2 separate regions of the Gossypium hirsutum genome follow, and region 2 is linked to region 1. Evidence: chromatin contacts called from public Hi-C data. All regions are on one chromosome and are shown on one strand. Each heading gives the region's core, a stretch centred on a gene start, on an enhancer-like site or on the middle of the called end of the contact. The rest is flanking DNA. Distances are from core to core; before and after follow the strand shown. Region 1 holds the start of LOC121204974 (reticulon-like protein B3). Region 2 holds the start of LOC121203530 (2-C-methyl-D-erythritol 2,4-cyclodiphosphate synthase, chloroplastic).

What was found. Hi-C and Micro-C count contacts between places; a contact is called where the count stands out from the background.
Region 2: a contact with region 1 is called in a Hi-C map of leaf, with 1.9 times the contacts expected there. The contact joins the promoter of LOC121203530 here to the promoter of LOC121204974 in region 1. A contact is called at or near these places in 2 of 34 Hi-C or Micro-C datasets (both in leaf).

Annotation. Positions count from the first base shown.
Region 1 is chrA08:90,564,405-90,571,805 of Gossypium_hirsutum_v2.1, reverse strand. It overlaps LOC121204974 (reticulon-like protein B3), which reads left to right and starts at 3,216. Exons shown (of 5, transcript XM_041075900.1): 1 at 3,216-5,414; 2 at 5,919-6,099; 3 at 6,190-6,331; 4 at 6,538-6,607; 5 at 6,696-7,170. The coding sequence starts at 5,222. The coding sequence ends at 6,865.
Region 2 is chrA08:90,854,513-90,861,913 of Gossypium_hirsutum_v2.1, reverse strand. LOC121203530 (2-C-methyl-D-erythritol 2,4-cyclodiphosphate synthase, chloroplastic) reads right to left here and starts at 2,640. Exons shown (of 2, transcript XM_041074426.1): 1 at 2,158-2,640; 2 at 649-2,053. The coding sequence starts at 2,512. The coding sequence ends at 1,791. It overlaps LOC107947508 (DET1- and DDB1-associated protein 1), which reads right to left and starts at 6,675. Exons shown (of 4, transcript XM_016882144.2): 1 at 6,171-6,675; 2 at 4,364-4,424; 3 at 3,461-3,522; 4 at 3,066-3,323. The coding sequence starts at 6,317. The coding sequence ends at 3,246.

The DNA.
Region 1 (7,401 bases), core at 1,967-4,466:
CCATTACATTTGCACACTAAATATACCTAAATTATGCCTATAACTTTGACTTAACCATATAATCAAATTACATTCATAAAATCATATAAAATTTTACTAACTAGCTTTATTCATTTTTCTTCCCAAGTTTAATACCAAACTTACCAAATTTGTCAAACCATTTCATTTAACTTAGTACCAAAACACCAAATATCATTTATTACAACAAAAATAATAAAATATTTTAAAGTGACCATTACAACACCTATGTACATGCCACTTTCATTTAAGGAAGAAAACATCACCAAAATTTTTGTGCTAGAGTTAGGATCGTTCGGATGCTGGACCGGGATTCTGGAATCCTATTGACCTGCGCACGAAAACAACCGTACACTGAGTACTTCATACTCAGTGGTATTACTATAATTCAAATAATAATAATAATGGAATATAATTATCAAGCATATAACTACCCAATTTTTCAAATATCAATTCATTCTTAAACTTTCATTAATTAACAATAACAATATAATTTTTTTAGCTATTCTTCAATTTCATTCACATATCATATGTCTCAATTTCAATCACTACATGAACATTTAGTTCATGCCTTTCATTTCCAATCTCAATTTCAATCCACAATTCAACTTTCTCACATTTTCAATAGTATAATCAATCAAATTTATTTAATTTTTCCCATTTTGGTTATTCACCTTATTAACAAACCTGGACTTTGACGGATACATGGATTCCAACCCAAACACACCAGTACGGCATATTGTGCCTAAGACGGTACATAGTACCTGATTAGTATACGACACATAAGTGCCTGAAATGACACACGAGGTGCCTGATATACGACACATAAAGTGCCTGATCGGCAAAGCCGATAAATCCCGTACTCTTCCAAATCCTATGGCATGCTAACTATATCCGACTTAGCCCAACTAGTTCATAGGGTATTCCAATTCTCAATTAAGTTTTCACTTTCATACCAAATTTAAGATCACTATTTAGTTTCAATTTCACATTCAAATCAATATACAATTCAATTATACATACAAATTCACCATCCAATCCAATTCCCATTGAACTCAAATATTAATACTTACCTTATACTCATTTATTAAATATAAAATTTATATAAAACATTTAATAAAAAGTAATTTGAATTATAGTAATACAAACCTGGATTTGTTTGATTACTCCTCGATAACTTTTCCCTTTTCTTTCGATGCCGATGCTTCGGGTTCTTTGCTAGCAATTAAAGCTTTAAGCTCCCAAACCCTAGTTTCTCCTTTTATTTTCTTTCTTTCTTTTCTTTCCTCTGTTTCGAAATGCTTCTGTTGTTCTTTCTTTCTTTTGTTTTCTTTATTTATTTCATTTATTTTATTCTTTTACTTTATTAACTTAATAATAATAATTATTATAATAAATATTTTATTTAATAACAAATATATATATTAAAATTGGATGCACATATATTTTACACTTGCCTATTATCATCACCATCCAATTGTCCTTATTCTATTTATTTTATATAATTTAATATTTTAATATAATAAAATTCTTTTTACTTAAATAAAAAATAATTAAATAAATATATTACAAATGTCTAAATATATGCATTATTCTTATATAATTTAATCACCATACATTTGTCTTTATTTTAATTTATTTTTAATAATAATAATAATAATCATAATTTAGTAATATAAATTGTAATTTGATAGAATAATAATAATGATAAATAATAAATATCTATTTACTTAAATAAAAAGTAATTAAATAAATATCTTACAAATGTATGCATACTATTATTACATTTGTATATTTTTATCATCATACACTTGGCTTTAATTTAATTTAATTCATAATATGATATTTATAATTAATTAATTTAATAATATATTTTATAATTAAATTATATATATTTACATGATTAAAATCTAAAAATATCTTAGATTTTTAACATGCTTGCCGCCTCAACTTATGCTAAATGGCTTATTTGTCATTTTAGCCCTTTTTACTTTCTATTAATCTATAATTCAACTTTTACCCTTTATTCAATTTAGTCCTTTTTCCTAATTTCTCTTAATTAGGCTAAATTCACTTAATTAAAGCATATTTAAACACACAACTGGCCTAAAAAATATTCCTAATAAATATTTGCGAACCCATTTTGCTAAGACGGAGGCCTGATAATGTACTTTTTCGATGCTCGTGAATTTTGGGTCATTACATGACAAACTGTTTTGGATCACATGACCATGTGCTAGGCTATGTGAATACTACAACTTAAAACAATAAATACACACGGCTGTGTGACGGCCTATGTCTCTGGCAGTGTGCACCATTTTTTACTCTTAAAACAAGCAATTTCATGCACCATTCCTTGCACAACAAGACATGCCATATCTAGATCATTTCCTAGGTTCAAAAACACATTCAAATCATCAATTACATGCCAAAATTTCATTCATCCTATATTTAACCAATATATCCTTCAAAGGCACCATGATCAAAGGTTATTCCTTCAAACAACCAAGCTAAGAAGAACACATAACATTAACCACCTATTCATGATCAAACCATCAACCAAAATGGCCAAAGCATAGACATACTAAAAAATTACCATTCCAAAGTGTTAACATCTATCTCTTCACTATTAAGAATCAACCCAACCAAAAACATTTCAACTTCATAAGCCCAATCCAAAGATACAAAAAAGATGAAAAAAGATGAAAACTAGATATGCATAAACAAGTTAACTAGTCTATAAAAGAGAAACATCAATGCCTCTGAAATTATGAGGGTAATCAGTATTGGGAATTTACATATTTTTGTTTCCATTTCCTCTCCTTTTGAAGATGAAGGATGGCCCATCACTTATCCATTTTCTTGAGGTAAACAACAATTGTTCCTTTTCAAGTTTAAGGCTTAATCATATCCCATTTCTAGCTCCTTTACTTTTTTTTTTCTTCTTTTTTATTGCTTCTCCTTTTCAGGTTTATTGGGCTTTTTAAACCAGTTTCTCCCAAAGCCCAATCCAAATGTTAGTACATTGCCCCAGGCCCTAGCAATCTGGGTTGTTTTTAAGTTCTAAAATTCTCCTTATTTCTTTTAAGTATAAAAATATTCTTGGCCCTGCTTGCTGCTTTATTTGCCAATAACTGGGCCACAGTGGCATTTCTCACAACTACTAGACGCGCGCTGCAGAACTTAATTTTTAATTTTTCCAAGTGTAAGCAGATAAGGCATATTCGTTGAAGTTTGGAATGTTCTCTTTTTACAACCAAAGCAATATGCCATTGGCTTCTATGATAGCAGTGTGCCCTTATTTCGATTGTAGACTGCAGACCATAGCATTTGAAGCTCAAGTCCGTATTTTGTTGATTGAAAGCGTGCAAGCTGATATCATGAAGCCACTTAGAGGAGGCTATATATTTTCTTTCTGGATTGCTTTTTTTTTTAATCTTTACAGCACCAAATGAGGTACGTATTCCTACCCCTACTCTACTTTTGTCCAGCAATTGGTGTTTTTTTTTTCTTTATTCGTATTGTAGGGTCATCCAATACTTTATACTTCTTTTTCTCTGTATTATAAAACCTAAAGATGGAAGAAAAGGAAGTCTATGGGTGAAGAAAAGGGTAGCCTTTATATGTTTAACTGCCTACCGCAACACAACTTGTGAAGAGATGTTGATAATTTGAACTTGTGAAGAAAAGGGAATATGTCTTGGTTTGGTTGGGGTTTTGCCATTTTGGAAGCTGAGGGTGAGGGATAGCATTAGCAAAGCCCTTCATATTCCTAACAAGCCTTGAAAGGTTGCCCTCTATGACTAGAGGATGGTCATTATGGTTAATTCATGACAAAACAGTTCCCTCGATGAGCTGATTTATGACTATGCTAGTCAATGAGACATACATGTTTACTGGTTAGCTCCTGGATCTGTGGGGTTCAAATCTTAGATTTGTTGAATGCCGGTTCTTAACCGTGATTGAATGAATTGGTCACATAGGAACGGAACTGGATGTAGGGTCATCAACATCTGTCAACATAAGTAATAATCTTCCCATCCTGAAGACATTTCAATCTTCAAAAGGGTTATATGACAGAATTTGCTGTTTGTTTTTGAATTTGTGATGCTTTTTATGGCTACATCTTTCACGGATTTGTTGGGATATTCTTATTTGTTCCTCTTGTGGCCCTACGAGGAAACTCCCTTTGTGGCTGTCAGATAATTGTCTTAACCACTAACAAGAAGTCCCAAAAATTTACAATGCATGCTTCCACAGCCTAAATTCCTCTAGTTGCAAATCGAGCTTCAAATTTCACCCACATTTTGTCAGATGTATGCATTATCAGATTACAAGTGTGAGTAGTAATAAATGATAAGGAATAAGACACATGTCCTGCACCTTCTTTTAAAACATGTAAATATATATTCAATATCATGTTAATTAAACTTTTCTTATTTTTATACTCGAGAAGGCGGTATTAGTTGTATTTGTATATTGATGAACCTTTTCCTAGAAACATCTTTCTAGATTATGTCTATTTATTTTATTTTTCTTTGTTAAATCTAGAAGAGACACATCACACATTGAAAAGGGACTCATAATTTTCAAGTTAGACTTCCTTTAGTATTGACCACAAATCAATCATTTAATTATAAGCGGGTCCCTTCAATGAGGTCTACAAAAAAATTCAAATATTTTATTTTTGTCTACAAATTCATCATGTCTTTTAATATTTTTATTAATATCATTCTTCTAATTTCCCAATTAAAATAATAAAACTAATTTAATATAATAATTAAGGACTTACGCCATTACCTCCAACATCAAGAAATATAAACAAATCTGACGGTTTATAAAATTCCACGTTTTAGTCATGAATGTCCCCATCAAGATCTAACGCCCGTTAACCTCGAATCTGTAAAACCTACTGTATGATCATTTTACATACGCCTGCTCCACATCGGGTTCCGGTTTTACTCCAAACTTACAGCTTCGGAAATCCAAACCTATGAACAGTCCAGATCAAAACCGCAACATTAAGCGGTCTAGATTAAATCTAATTTGTAGACCATCTATTTAGCCTCAAAAGGAATTGGAGTTTAAAAAAGTAGAACAGAATAGCACAAGTAGAAGTAGAACACTGTAATTTCCGTTTCTCGAGTTTCCTTTTCGATCTTCAAACTCTTAGTTAGGCTTATAGAAATACTGTGGGAAAATAATGTCTGATCACGAAGACAAGCACGAGGAATCGTTGTTGGAGAAGATATCAGAGAAGAACAAAGGCCATGATTTATCTTCCTCCTCCTCGGATTCCGATGACGACAAGCCATCAGAATCCTCCATGAAGGCCAAAGTCTTTCGTCTGTTTGGAAGAGAAAGGCCCGTTCACGACGTTTTCGGTGGAGGCAAACGTATGTTACAAAACCCTTTTCTTCATTTCTTAAATTTGTTCACTTCGTTTTTTAGCTTCTTATAAGCCTGGGTTTTTTTTTTGAAGTTTCGGTTTTCGTTTTGCATCCGTGAATCCGTTTTCAAAAAAAAAAAATTGTTGGTGATCGTAAAGAGTTATTTTCTTGCTCATTTAGATGGAGGTTTTGATTAACTGATGTTGTTCGAGTTGAATTAAGGTTTTTGATCTGTTGGTATCTGATTGACTATAGAAGAAAGTAAATTTTTGGATCTTTAATCGATTTGATGTGAATTGTTGTACTGAAGTTTACTTTTTTTGCTTTATGAGAAGGAACAATGTCTGAGATTATCTTATTTCATCAATAATTTTGTAGTTAGTTGATTATCAATAATATTCCCTGATAACAATTTGATAACTTTTAATTGATTGTCATCAGTAACTACTACCTTCTGGCTGGCAATAATTGTTTATAATGCATACTTATAATTGGGTGTATGTGTAATAGAGGCTGATATTTTCCTGTGGAGGAACAAAAAGATTTCGGCAGGAACACTAGGTGTTGCAACTGTGATATGGGTTTTGTTTGAATTGCTCGAATACCACCTTCTCACACTAGTCTGTCACTTGTTGATACTTGCTCTTGCATTACTCTTCTTGTGGTCAAATGCTGCTACTTTCATCCACAAGTAAGCTCTTGAATTTTTTCTTTAATTTAGTGACTGTATTTGTATACTGGTTTCTCATTGCTTGAGATGATGTTAAATTGTTTTGAATAGGTCTCCACCTCGCATCCCTGAAGTTCAAATACCCAAGGACCCAGTTTTAGAGTTTGCCCAAGCGCTTAGGTTTGAGATTAACAGGGGTTTCGCCGTCCTGCGGGATATTGCATCAGGAAGAGATCTTAAGAAGTTCCTCTCTGTATGTTTCTTTTTCTTTACTTGTTTTATTGTTATGAATAGCTTTCTTGTTGATTATTTGCAGTTATTCCTTCGACTTATGATTGAGATACTGATGCAATAGTTACATAGTTTAATTTTACCTGAGCTTTTTATCTATTTAAAGATGTTCTAGCATTTTACCATGCATTTGACCATCATATTGGATTCGGCACTATGATTGGTCAGGTGATCGTTGGCTTGTGGGTCTCGTCTATTGTGGGAAGTTGGTGCAACTTCTTGACACTGTTCTACATAGGTATATGACTTACCTTCTAACGTTTTGCTTCCTTCCCCTTAAATACATTTTGGTTTCCTTATTTTATTTTAATGGTCTTGCAAAATAGTATTCGTACTACTGCACACCGTGCCTGTTCTGTATGAGAAGTATGAAGACAAGGTGGACCCATTGGCCGAGAAAGCATGGCATGAGATCAAGAAGCAGTATGCAGTGTTTGATGCAAAAGTACTGAGTAAGATTCCCAAGAGACCATTGAAGGAGAAGAAGAAAGATTAGATTACTGGTGAAGATGTTGGTGTTGCTAGGTCCTGACATACATCTGCTAGCTGTGTTTGTGAAGGTAGTAATATTGTATCCAGTATTAGCTAGAGGCCTGCTTTCATACCTTTATTTTCATAGTCACTGTTCACAATTTGATGAATATGTGATCTCTTTTTAGATCTTGTTTTTACTACATACATGGTGGCCTTTTATGGGTCCATATGTTATGTAGCAATATGTTATTATATTGCATGTTGTGAAGTAGTGTATTGTACATTGGGTTGAAGGTTCTCTCAAATTATTCTGGATACCTTTCTGAATGATTCACTTTGCTGTATGTTTGTTGCATATGTTAACTGTTGACATATAACTGCAGCCTATTGCTAGATATCTGATGTGCATCCTATAGTATTTGTTATCTTAGGAATTTTCTTGGAAAGACGAGTAAAATCTTGGTTTGCGTTAGAATTGCAACTAGCTTATGGTAGGAAATCCTGCGTGAAACTACAAAATGGTTGGTGCAGCTCCAAGTCCAAATGTAAGAGAGTTGA
Region 2 (7,401 bases), core at 1,391-3,890, 290 kb before region 1:
TTCGGTTTTCACCTAGGCTGTCGACATTTTCATGAGTCTTACCTTCAGATTGACAACAGAAGGGTCGGCTCCGAGCAGCTGAGACAAGTTGGACTTGATTGCCTCCTTGTGTGGGCTCAATTTTGGTCTTTGAAGAATTAAGTTGGCATCTAAGTTTCCAATCTCATAACCTGCCTCATGCATGAGTCTCCCCTGAGATGATGAACCGTGTTGCAGAGGATGACCATGATTAATCTAATTAGTCTGAACAGTAAAATTGAATGTATGGAAGATATAAACATTGATGGCCGAGCACGACTATCATGAGCACATTTACATAATCCATTCAAGGAAAAAGAAAACACATTTATTTATTTACTACAAATTTCTAAGATCTGAGTTGAATAGAAAGAGAACACATATCTCTTACCCAAACCAAATCAGTAAATGGATCATTCACATCTATATTAAAAACTATCATAGTTCCCCCACTTCATAGTTTGTTTTGCCTTGCAAATTTGTTAATATTTTTCCTAATGCTACTCCTACAAACGAATTTTAAGTGTAGGTTTGTTAATTTCGGATTAAGTAGTACTTTTGGAACACATAACAGCCAAGTTCTTTGGAAGAAATTAGCACTAAAATAGTTGGATGAATGGAGGCATTAGGGGAGCATTTCATGGATTTAGTCTCTTCATAGAAAGACGCAGCATACATGCAAATTCAAGGTTCAACAAGGATTCTCCTGTAAGCTATACATACAGAAAACTACAACAGAACTTCTAGATGAAAGCATATAGCATAGATTGATGTCAGGGTATAGCATCACTTTGGACGTCGTGTATGATACGGGTTTTTCCTGCACATAAATGAATATCTATAGTTCAGTCGAGAATAAAAAAACAATTTAGGTTGTTTTGAAGAAACATTCATTGCATTTTGGTTGGTGAAATCGCCGTCAAACAAACATCAGAGGTTCTGCAGAATTTTGCAGTGAAGGAATATCATATCTGATAGATGGGTCTTAAAAGCATCCTTTTTCTCCTTTACACAACTTTTTAAGTCAAAAATCATGTTTACAAGGTGCATCCACGAGTAGAATCACTTTCGCAGGCTAGATAGAATCTAAGGATATATGAAGTTCCCTTCAATTATGTTCATGCACATACAATATTAGTGATTATAGTCTAATATAAAAAATTAAATCTCATTTTCAACAATAAAAAAAGATAAAGCTGTCCTGAAGAAAAGATACATTGCCTATTAGGTTCAGTGTATAAAATAAAGTACAAGGTGCATTGCATTGTTTGCTAGGAAGTCACTATCAGCAGAAGATGTTTGCTCTAATGCAGCATTTTCATATGCACTTCTCTGCTCCCCAACACAGCAGAGCTCTATCAAATTACTTTGCTGATGCATCTAATACAAACTACCCAATGCTTGAAACTACAGACTCGGTTTTAGTTTCTAAGCGGATGGAATCAACAAAGCAGTTCCATATCATGTAGTCCAACCCACTCTGAGTTTCTTCTATTATTCTTTTTCTTATTGAAATGGCTAAAAAGGGAATGTTTCAAAACATTTTAATACTTAAATGTAGAATAAAGAGTACCTAAGTGGAGCCTACAACATTCAGACTGATTATATTCTTGGTTACTAGCATTGCCCTTTCTATTACTTTACCAAGGTTCCTTTTTGGTACTTACAGTACTAAGGTTGTAATCTAGGACCAGTATCCCAACCTAAAACATTCCATCTATGGCCAGACTACATACAGACATTTCATAATATAGCAATGGCCGATGTATCTGTCATTCTTTTAAGGTAGGCAGCAGTGAAGCAGTCAAAGGAGAATTCAGTGGAAAATAAACAGCCGAAAATAGATAAATAAATAAAAGGAATGTCTCAAAATTATCCAGGATCCACATCAAAGAAATATTCACAGCTTCTTTGATGAAAACAGAAGAAGCAGCCCCTTTCCGCTTGGGGTCAGAATTTGGAACTATCTGCCCTATATCAGGAAGGCCTAAAGCTCCCAGTATTGCATACACAACACAATGGAGTAGCACATCTCCTGCAACATATTAATTAGCATTAAAAGCAAAATTGTGGAAACTTTAAACAGATAAATTCAGGGGGGGAGGGGAATTAAGGAAAAAATAGGAAACGAAAAAATACCATCAGAATGAGGAATATCAATCCCACCAATGATCAATGGGTAGCCAGGCTCCAAAAGATGAAGGCCGAACCCATGACCCACTCTAAACGGCAAAGACCTGGAAGGATTGGTGGAGGCGGTGGGTCCATCTACTCCAACTGAAGTAGCAGCCGCTGAAATTGAATCTCCAAGACTAAAAGCTGAAGACAAAGTTGTTAGAGCTTGTTTGGGAGGTGGGTTTCGCTGGAATTGAACAACTGTAATAGTGTGTGGCCATTGCCGTTGACACCTTTGTCTTAGCAGAAAACGGACTCCGTTTTTTGGTTGAATAGTTTCAGCTTTCAGTTTCTTTGTTGACTCTGTTTTTGTGGCCATAATTTATTTCCCAGTTTTCCCCTTGTTTTATTTTATTTAATGCACGCAGGAAGGAACCAAACATTTTGCATTATTTGTTATACATTTCAACCACTGAGTGGTCCGTTTGATGGAGTTACACATACAAAAATCCAATCTTTCTTGGCAATTTTATTGATATTTCATAAACACCCATAGCAATTCACATACCATGTGATTTGGAGTTGAAATTCTATGTAATTGTTAGAAGAGAAATTTGTGTTAGGGCATGAGTTAGACCGTAATTATTCTCTTTGAATGTTGTTGCATTGAAGAGTGGTCATTGAAAGGCTACTCACCTTCAAGATTATGAAGAGAATTTAAGGACGCTTGATACAAGTAGTCTTTACATCCTAGAGGTAATGGGTTCAAATCTCCCCATGCACCCAAAGGGAACTATTCCTATTCACATTACTTTCAGATGGAATCTTGATGAATACTTGAAATGAGTATAAAAGGATTCAGCTTCAGCAATCCAGCCATGCCGTATGATATAAATACCAATGAGATAATTTCGAACTACAAATAACAGTGGTCGCCATAAAAATTATAATGATAATCATTTATAAGTTTGATTTGTACACAAAATATACAGGTATGTATGGTGTCCCAGCCAACAACAGTGGGTAAGCAACTTTTTTCACAGTTTACAACACATTTGATATGAGAAGATACATTTACACCAGCCTCAAAAAAAAAAAACGAAGAGTTACAACTAGGAGGTGGAAGGCCTAGGTTGCTTGCGTCCATGCTCTGGTAGTAGATGTTCGGTGGCAGCACGTTTCGATCTCAACTACAATGGGAAAGCAGTAAGAAACTAGATGAATTATCTGTGCATGCATGTGCCTGTGTATTTCTATTTACGATGATCAAATTATTTGTATATGCAGTTTTATAACATCAAAAGAAGGAAAACCCACTACTACTAACCTTCTCCTCAGCACGCTGGTAGATATTTCTAATAAGTATATTTTTGGCCTCAGTGGCTATAACTGTTAAAAAGTATTCGACAGGTCAATCATATATGGGAAAAAAATATAAAGAAAGTCAAGAATTTAAGTCAATGAGCTGTGGCATTTTGCAACAGAATGAAATTCCAACCAGTGGTGGCTTTATATCGGTAGCATAACACGTGTACAGATAAGAACCTCAAACACGTTCATTCTGGTTGTTAAAACTTCAAAAACAATTTCAATCATGTAAAGCAACTAATGATTATATTTTCTGATAAAAAAAAATATTCTATTCTTTGTTGATATCAATCAAAGCAAAAGTGAGAGAAGATGAAGAATTTCAAATAAGCAATCTATGGCGTATAGATTACTGAAGGAAACAAAGAACTAAACAAACAAGATAAATCAATTCCACCATTTCAGAGGAAGATTATAAAATAAAAAAAAAAGTGTGACAAATAGTAGCAATGGCATCCATTAAGTGCTACATAAAGATCAATTTCTCAATCCATATCTATTTATTCGAAGTCAATTTGTGAAGAAAATACCATTTTTCCAACAAAACTAAATCATGTATTAATAAGTTCAATTCAGACATCTCAGCATACTTTTCCAGCACTTCTGCTCTCAAACATCAACTTAACATTCAACATCCCTGAAAGTAACCTAGCCAAAAAGTTGCCAGAGCTATACGACACACATTATGAAAATATATTATCAATTTATCACCATATAGGTAGAGCCTGAAAGTATATTCACAACTAAAGGTTACCATATTTTCATCACAAAAAGTTTAAAGTGCCAAGAATATCTCTCTTTAACTCGAAATGATCGATTGTTTCAAAAGTAAAAATATGGAGAAAGAATATCTGTTCGATACCTTGATCAGGTGGTGGAAGAGTCTGGCTATGAGTGGGACAGTAGGTGGAAGGAACCATTTTCTAGCCAAAAAGAAAAAGTTAGAATATAAAAGATTAGTGCAATCAACTCTTTAACATGACATAAAAATAAGAAGTGTGTTGTGCCCCTAAAATGTTTGAACAAAGTAACAAACCATACAAGTGAAGGCAGTGTAATTTTGTTAAAGACCAATCCATGACAGCAAAAAGACTACTTTGTCATAAGTTGTTCATTTAAAAACATAGAGGAGTTCAAGATGAACTCCGTAGAATAGCATACATCTCACATGCTAAAATAGCTTAAAAGGATAAGAAGCAGGAGAAAATTGTACACCTATTGTGGATGCTCTGTGGACCAAACCTATGTTAGGATAGACCATCAATTTGGGTTCTCTAATTAAGGCTCAGGTTTCTCAATTATGATTTTAATATGTTATTTCAGTTCATCCTCAGGTGCCTCGATTGAGATTTTATTTCAATTGATTCTTTCCTTTCCAAAATAAATATCCTAATTATGTAATAAAAATGAGACGAATGGAATAATAAAATTGAAGTCGAATTTTTATCAAAACCCTGAAAAGCGATCTGGGTTTTCTCTGTAACAAGTTCTAAGGTAAGGCTCCCTGTGTTGAGCTTGAGGAATTTTCTCATCCATCATCCGTGACTGAATTCCAAATTCACAGTCATAACAACACCATTTGGACCTTTCAACTGTTATGATCTTAACCGGAAACATTATAACAGAAGCAAGGAATCACTGCAAACTATGGAAACAAATATAGATACATATAAATAAATTATTGTCTACAAGTATACCTATACATATGGCCACATAGACACAAATTCTCAGCTAGTATCTTAAATAAAACAAAGAACTACATGATAACTTTTAAGATCCGGTCTTAACTTGTAAGAACTAAAACTACCAACTATACATCAATATCTGGAAAAAGCGTGAACTTAAAGTCTTAGTAGTTTTGAACTGAAATACTGGAGAAAATCTCAAGCTCTCAAAGAATAGAGGCTTCCATCTTAAGGAAACTCTTATCATTATCTAGTGCAAGAAAGCATTTCCAAGTTTACACTGGTGTTGTATAAAGATCTTTGTCACCTCCTCCTCTTTTTTTTCTTTCTTTTTTTTTTTTTTTGATAATTAGGGTTGGGGATGGGGTTGCTTGGGATGGAACCCAAGCTCTCATGCCTCACAACCTAATTCTCTTGCCACTAGGCCAAGAGGTTGTTGGCAAAGATCTTTGTCACTTTAGCAAAACAAAAAAACAAATTTTACTATTAGCATTACTTAGATTCTTTGCATAGAAAGTTTACCATATTAAACTTGATTCCATCAGTTTAATCAACATCCTAATAATAAATGTATCTTGTAATGCAAACAATAAAATGACTAATGTGTAATAACACCAGAGTTGGAATTACATGAATCATTTAAAGCCAATATAGATCGGGAAGCAAATATATTTATTTGAAACCACAAACAACTTTATCCATAAAGGTTCTGAGATGTAACTGATTATATGGGCAATAGCATTAAGGTAAGAATTTAGGAAATTTACTCATAAAAAGAAATCCATAGTTCATATCTGGGTAAACCCACCTAATCATAAAATGTAACAAAGTTTACTACTCATGTAAACTGCATATGGGGTTTCAATGCAATATCAGAAGAGCTAAAATAAACAAGTTATTCAGATAAAACCCAGAACTAAAATACATATGAGATGTATTTTGGAAACTGGAGTTGGGTTGAAAAAGGATGACAAGGATACTTACGGAAGGATTAGAAGGATCGGAGGGACGAAGTTGGCTGAAGTTGTGGGGGTCAAAGGACGGCAGGTTACCGAGCATAGACCCCATTGGGGAAGAATGAAACGATGGTTTCTGGCCTGCACCTAAAATGTCAGAGAGATTGAGATGCATATGATAGACAAGATGTGAGAGAAACCACCATAATGCCTGCCCGGGTTCTAGAATCAGCCCTGTGTTGGGCTATTGCTTCATGATTAATCCGTAATTTGATGTTTATTTAAAGAGCTATATAGCTTAAGCATCCATTTCGTCTGCCCAAATAAATAGTATTTTTTTTTTATTTAGGGTAAACTCTATAAATAATGATAAACTATTAGCAAGATTCTAGTTTGCTCATTTAGATTTGTATGGAAATTTAATATTTTAATCACTCATTCAGTTTGGTTACTCATTCAGTAAATCATAAATAAAATGTTGATGTAGTACTTTTTTATTATCATAATAACAAACTTAATCATTCATTGTTTGCAAATTTTATCAACTTAATGGTAACTCTAAAATATCCAACAAAACTCTCAACTTTACACATTGTCAATTTATTTTTTATTATTACAATATAAAAATTAAAATTTAAAGACAAACTTTAAAAATAAAAAAATATTTAAAAATTTGGTTTTCTATAAAAGTACATACAAAATCATAAAAAATTATAAATAAATGAATACTTATTTTTTTCTAACATAAGATTTGTTTATTAAAATAATAATTTTATAAATAAAATAATATTTTTAAAACACCACAAACAAAACTTAAATTAGATTGAAATTTTTCTTTATTTTTTTAGTTTTATTTTATAAAGAATAATTTATTTATTATATCTCTACTCTTATTCCTTAGTGTTTGTTAAATTTACCAAATGTTAGGCACCATTTTCGTCCACAACCAACAACACCAATAACCCTTAATTGGGAATCCTTAGTTTCCACATCCTCCATCATCGTGCAATTGAGCAAGGAATTGATTGTAGAGCTGCCGACATGGCATTCCACCTATTGGATCTCCAAGATCTCATCCTCACCTATATATCCCAAATCATTATTACAATGAAATTATCAATAATGATAGAAGAACAGAGAAATCAATGATGCTGTGAACTACCTCACCATATTATTGATCGACCAGAGCTTTAAATAAGCAAAGAAAAAACAATAATGTGCTAAAAATAGAAGCACAAATATTTAAAAATGAAACTAAC